Linked DNA regions of Mus musculus: region 1 is linked to region 2. A link is a contact called in public promoter capture Hi-C data. All regions are on one chromosome and are shown on one strand. Each heading gives the region's core, a stretch centred on a gene start, on an enhancer-like site or on the middle of the called end of the contact. The rest is flanking DNA. Distances are from core to core; before and after follow the strand shown.

Evidence for each region. Promoter capture Hi-C pulls out the DNA fragments that hold promoters and counts their contacts.
Region 1: a contact with region 2 is called in a promoter capture Hi-C map of cranial neural crest. The contact joins two enhancer-like sites. A contact is called at or near these places in 3 of 39 promoter capture datasets (cranial neural crest, maxillary cranial neural crest and stem cell-derived epiblast-like cells), 1 of 15 datasets of contacts at CTCF or cohesin (embryonic stem cells), 4 of 484 Hi-C or Micro-C datasets (differentiating embryonic stem cells, embryonic stem cells and ganglionic eminence) and 4 of 115 datasets of contacts at active chromatin or transcription factors (embryonic fibroblasts, embryonic stem cells, epiblast stem cells and 1 more).

Annotation. Positions count from the first base shown.
Region 1 is chr9:67,180,725-67,184,035 of GRCm38.p6, reverse strand. No RefSeq gene overlaps it. Among named protein-coding and RNA genes, the nearest start is that of Gm40529, 4.1 kb to the right of the region's middle. Within about 2 kb of position 1,870, at least 20 of the 459 cell types and tissues checked have an H3K27ac peak or open chromatin away from gene starts, as enhancers often do.
Region 2 is chr9:67,104,308-67,107,602 of GRCm38.p6, reverse strand. It overlaps Gm10646 (predicted gene 10646), which reads right to left. Exons shown (of 3, transcript NR_153957.1): 2 at 1,516-1,765; 3 at 1-850. It also overlaps the pseudogene Gm22145. Among named protein-coding and RNA genes, the nearest start is that of Gm10646, 3.7 kb to the right of the region's middle. Within about 2 kb of position 1,617, at least 108 of the 459 cell types and tissues checked have an H3K27ac peak or open chromatin away from gene starts, as enhancers often do.

The DNA of each region.
Region 1 (3,311 bases), core at 621-3,120, 76 kb before region 2:
GGTGATGCTGCCTCTGGGCAGGTGGTTTTTGGGTTGTTTAAGAAAGTAAACTGAGCAAGCCATGGAGAGCAGACCAGTGAGCAGCATTCATTCCTCCATGATCTCTGCTTCAGTTCCTTCCTCGGCTTCCCTCAGTAATGGATTCTGATCCACAAGATGAAATAAATCATTTCTTCCTTGGGTTGGTTTTGGTCATATTGGTCATCACAGAACAGAAACCAAACTAGAACACTGAGAGCAATGATGCAGCAATTGATTTAAGGATAAGCTTTGTCATCCCCACGAGATGTCAGCCATGGAAGCCTAGTGCTGAGATGACTTTTGACAGCTGTCTGACCACTGTGTTTAAGCCCAGCCAGTTTGCTGCTGTTACAGAATATTTCAATGGAGACTTTCACTAGGTTTGTTAAATAACCTACCTACCTTCCTTCTTTCCTTCCTTCCTTCCTCCCTCCCTCCCTCCCTCCCTCTCCCTCCCTCCCTCTCCATCTTATCTTTCTTTCAATAGTGTATATGTCTGTGCATGCCCACAGAGTCCAGAGAGGACATTGGCTCCTCTGGAGCTAGAGCTAAAGGTGGTTGTGAGCCGCCTGGTGTGAACTCTGGATCATCTGCAAGGGCGTTTACTCTGGTAGCTCTGGTAAGATGTAGATTGTAATCTCTGAGCCATCACTACAGCATCTCACTCCAGCTTTGATTTTTTGAGATAGAGACTCTTCATTGCTCTGGATTTTACTGCTGCTACGTAGGCTAGCTAGCCATCCATCCCCAGCGACCTGCCTGTCTCTGCCTCCCCAATGATAGGATTACAAGTGCATGCAACCATGCCCAGCTTTCTACATAGATTCTGGGGACATCGGCTCAAGTCCTCATGCTTGACTAGCAAGCACTTCATAGACTCGGAGCCACTTCCCCAGCCAGAAACCCCATTTTCCAAACCAACCAACCACAAGCCAACCTGAACTCCAAACAGCTTGAGAAATTTGTTCAGATACAGCTTGTCTTTTCCAGATGGGGAACCATTCTTTTTTGTTGTTGCTTTTTTGTTTTGTTTTGTTTTTTTGAGACAGGGTTTCTCTGCATAGCCTTGGCTGTCCTGGAACTCACTTTGTACACCAGGCTGGCCTCGAACTCAGAAATCCACCTGCCTCTGCCTAACAAGTGCTGGGATTAAAGGTGTGCACCACCACAGCCCGGCTCGGGGGACGATTCTTGCTTGCTCTAAGTCCACGCTGTTCCTATTGTACTCTCCTGAGCATGGTCCACATCACTGTTGTCAATACCAACCTTGTCTACACAGAGGCTGTTGTGAGAAAGTACGGCTGCCTAGGTTCCCACTTTACTTTGTGAATCTGGAGCTGAGCCTGAGGTTTTTTTGTTTTGTTTGCATTTAGTATGTATATGCTGTGAACATGAGCCACCGTATGTGGGGGCCATAGGGCGACTTGTAGGAAAAGATCCTCTTCCCCAGCGTGAGCCCCAGGGATTACACGCCGGCTCCCTGGGCTGAATGACAGCGCTTTCACCTGCTGAGCCATCTCTCCAGCCTAAGTATTTTTAAAAAGCTCTCTGGTTGGTGTTGATCTCCATTCAGAGTCTGGAACACCGGACCTGTTGGTCTCAAATAGAGCAGTCCTTCTTCGTATAGAGCCGGAGATCAGGGTGCCTGTTTCCTGTTTTGGGAAGCGGTGTGTAATGAATGCATAGCAGGCAACTGCTCCAGCTGCTTTAGGCCTGGGAGGCTCAGAGCTATAAAAGGCAAAGCTTTCTCCTTCATCTATTAGATGCTAGTAAATCCAAGGACTGTGTCATGGTATTTTAGCATCAACTTATCACACATGTTTGTGCTGGCTGATGGGAGGGAGTCCTGATGGAAAACAGGTGTGATCCCTGCAAGCCGCTATGGACTTAATGGGTTACAACGGGATGCCAGTGGAAAACTCTGAGGAGAGGAATGTTGCCATTTCGAAGGATATGGAGAGACTTGGGTTTCCCAGAGGTATTTGGCCTGCTGGGATATCTTCCAAAGCAGAATGCAAAGTTTCGGGCATCACCGTGGGAGGAGATGGATGGCATTCTTAAGATATGGTGTCTGGAGTGGTCCAACTCCTCCGAGGTGGAGCCTTTTCTCATAGAGGGGAGGTTGGAAGGCAGGAGATGGCTCAGTCTGCAAAATATTTGCTATGCAAGCGTGAGTTCAGATCCCCGGCAGCCATGCAAAAGCCAGGCATAGTGGCGTTTATCTGTAATCCCAGAGCTGGGGAAGGGTGCTGACTGCAGATCCATGGGGCTTGCTGGCCAGCTTGTCTAGTTAACCTATAAACTCCAGTTCAGTGAGACAGCCTGTCTAAAAAATAAGGTGGAGACTGACTTGAAGACACTAGTCATCAACCTTTTCCATACATTCACCTGAAAACACGCGCGCGTGCACACACACACACACACACACACACACACACACACACACGCATGGTGGGTGGGGTGTGGACAGTGAAAGAGTTTTGTGATGACAGAGTATCTCACTGATCAGGAGCCAAGGAATACCAAAAAAAATCACACTACACAACAAATCTCACACAAAAGATTTACCGTGTGTGTGTGTGTGTGTGTGTGTGTGTGTGTGTGTGTGTGTGTGTGTAATGTGAAATGCCTGCCTCTGAGCAGAGATAGAGACAGAAACAGCCCAGGCTATGATGGCAGGCTTCATAGGGGGCATGAAGCATGCATAATAGAAAAATAGGAAAAATACAGAGATGGTGGAGGAAGCGTGTCATATTGGCTGTTAGCGATAGAAGGGCCATTGGTCCTGAGTCATTAAAGGTGTTGGGGAGGGGGGTGGATGGGGGAGTTCCAAGGAATCTGGTTTCAGAATGTGGATGGTTCTTAGTCTGACCAATGAGGTGAGGCGTAAGCAGATTGATAGATAAATAGTATCCCCTGAACTCATTGTTTCCTAGTAATGGAATTCTGGAAGCACCTTCTTGTTTCTTGTGGTTGAAGACATCGGAACTTCCTCATTCTCATAATTCACAGAGATGAGGAACTCAGTGTGAGCACAGGCCCATCACTCCAACATTATGGGATCCAAGGCAGGAGGGTCACAAGTTCAAAGTCATCCTCAGCTACATAACAAGAGCCTGGCCTACACGAGACCCTGTATCTCAGGGTTTCTATTGCTGTGAAAAGAACCACGACCATGACAAGTCTTAATAAGGAAACCATTCCAGTTTCAGAGTTTCCTCCATTATCATCATGGCATGAAGCATGGTGGCATGGTGCAGGGAGACATGGTGCTCAAGTAGCTTAGAGTT
Region 2 (3,295 bases), core at 368-2,867:
CACTTGCTGAATACATGAAGACATGATTTGAATCCCCAGAACTTATGCTAAAACCTATGCACGGCTCCCATGCCTACTCCACAAAGTCCAGGTTCAGTGAGAGCCTGAAGATTGGTAGAGCAGTGACTGATGGAAAATTACCAACACTGACCTTTGACCTCCACAGCTATGCATGCATAGACACACACACAGGCATAGACACACACACACACACACACACCACATACACACATACCACACACACACACATACACATCATACTACACACACACACACACCACACGTATACACCACACACACACACACACACACACACACATACACACAACACACATACACACCACACACACACTCACACTCACACTCACACTCATACTCATACTCATAGTGAGGAAGGGTATTGCCTTTTCAGATACTGACTATCTGGTTTCTCAGCCTAATCTGTTGGGTTCATGGCGGTAACTCTGAATCCTTTGTTCGGAGGAATGACCTGTGGGCCGTGGCTGTAAACAAGATGACTAGTCCCTCAGCTCCCTGTTCACCACAGGGAATGATGGAAGGGTCAGAGATTTACCTGTCATTCCTCTGAATCCTTTCTTCATCCCTTCTCCTCCCTCCAGTGGCAACAACATTCATGCCTGGCATTTCTTTTAAAAAGAGGGATTATAGTTAGGAGCCTCCTTGATGTACTGATATCCCACAAGTCCATGAACAACTGGGAGAAATTTACTCTCCATGGCTACAAAATGCTAAATCTGGAAGGCAGGTCACTTGGAAGGCAGGTCACGTCACCTGGAAGGCAGGTCACTTGGAAGGCAGGTCACCTGGTTCCAGAATTCCTCGTGAGGGTCTGTGAATCAGACAATAGAGCTCACTAGGTCTATAGGGGAAAAAAAAAAACCCTGAAATTTACCATTTCCTTCAGTTATTGTTTGTGAATGAAAGCAACACACCCCAGTGTGTAAGCCTGTGAATACGGGTGTTTTCAGAGTCCAGATCCCCTGGCGCTGGAGTGACCAGTAGATGTGAGCTGGAAATCAATGCAGGCTCTGCAAGAGCAGTGCTCACTCCTAACTGCAGAGCCATCTCTCCAGCCCCACACTTCCCTTTGTATCTCACTTGGGCTACTGCAAAACTCTCAAATTATAATTTACTTACCACCTCCCACAGGCTCTCAAGTAGCCCAGGAGGCCTTCAAATTCTGTGTGTACCCAGGGAGGTCTTGAACTTCTGCTCCTTCCGAAGCATGCGAAGGCCTGCTTTGTGCCGTGTTAGGGATCAAGCCTAGCGTTCCATGCGTTCTAGGCAAGCACTCTACAAGGAGCTAGGTCCAGGGCCCTCTTTTGGTTTCTTGCCCTTTACATTTTCTTTTAAGGAACCATTCATAGGTTTGTGAGTGAACTGAACTGATGGCTCTTAGGCGATCTCGAGCATTTAGCAGCCAGATGGCTTCCTCCATGACTCATCGCCCCAAGCCGGCTCTCTAGAGAGGAGGGGATGTGGTAGCCCACTCACCGTTGGCTTCAGGGCCTCTGATGAAGAAGAAGAATTTGTGGTGAGAGGTCCTGGCCTGCGGGAGGGACCGTTTCTGATGAGGTCATCGGGAGGGAATGCCTCCCTGGGCAGAGGTGGGAGCCTGGGCCAGCTGCCAGCAGCGGGGTCAGGAAGCAGGACAGACAGAAAAAGGAGTTCTGCCTGAGGATTAGCCATCTTTAAGGGTCCTGTGGAATTGCTTTGAAGTTTCATCCTCAGGCAGGCTCAAGCTCTGGGGGGAAAAAAACAAACAAACAATGGACTTTTGTTTTGTCCCCTCCTGATCAGAGAGGACCCAACCTTGCATTAACTCTGATGGTTCTGACCGCAGTTGGGCCCTGCCACAGCTCACAACACCCATCACCGGAAAATTGCCTAGCATAGCCTGTGCCTTCTAACGTTTCAGCAGAGTTTAAACGGTTTCTCAGGGATTCCTTGCAAACTCACACACCTTGTTATACAAGTCAAAAGGGTGTTTTAGAGACAGTGTCCTGGGGGGAACTAAGGTGTTTTGTATTGTCTTTACAGTATGAGACTTGAACACAGCCAAGCATTCAACCCTACACCCCCACCAACTCTATAGCCTACGAGGATCTAGGTATAAGCAAAGCTCCAGGCTGATTTGGGGATGTAGTCATGTTTTGTAACTAGGATAACATGGGTGTCCTTAATCTTGGTGTTCCAGACCTCTGAAACCAGGCCCTGCTTTATACAGATGGATATCATCGTAGGAAACCCAAACTGTAACAAGATACAAATAATAATAGTTATCATGTATAAAGAGGTGTGTGTGTGTGTGTGTGTGTGTGAATGCTGCCTGTGCAGATGAAGCTAAGAGTACTGGATTCCTTGGAACTAGAGCTATAGGTGAGAGATGGGAACCAAACTTGGATCCTCTGGGAGAGCACAAAACTCTTACCTGTTGAGTCATGTCTCTGTCCCCAAAGCTAACATTTCTTGAGTGTCTGTTATATAGAGTTTGGACAGGCCACCATTCAATGCCTGCTGGCTGTGTGTGTGACCTTTTTGCCAAAAGAAACAATAATTCTTTTTAAGATTGAGAGAGAGAGAAAGAGAGAGCGAGAGAGAGCTTTACTGGCAAAAAAGTTAAAGTGCACACATAGTCATTAAAATGTAGGGATGGAATTCAAACCACCATCTGTCAAATCCCTGAGTTTATGCAGTTGACCTAGCATGAGCCACGATCCAGTTTGCTTGGGGACTAAGGAGGTTGCCCAGCACATGGGACTTTCCCACAGGAACTGGGAGGATCCTAGATGAGTCAGTCAGACTCTATCAAGACTGAAAGGTTTCTGCTGGAGACTGAAGCTCCCACTCCTCTTTTGACCACATGGCGTTGGGCAGGCTTCTCCACCATGGGCTCCCCTGCCAGGGGCCTCATCTGATGGTCACACCCGTCCCAGAGATGACCATTGAGTAAGACCACATAGATAGCCACACCTACTGTGTGTCCCACAGGGGCAGCAAAGGTGAGTCGCACACAGGTGCACCTGGAGAGGCCCCGTTTGCACTGTCTAATGGCTTCAAATCCAGAAAGAAAACAAAAACATTATAATCTCTTCAAGTAACTTTCTGTTCTCACTTCCCTTCTTATCCTCTGGGACTCATCCAATTCAATATATCCTAAAGTCTCTCAGGCAAGCTGAATTATCTGAGTTCTCTCTTGCACTATATTATTTTTATTTAGTTTTTATAAGGCAAAGTTATAACATAGTCCCCAAACTACACAATAGAGTTTCCC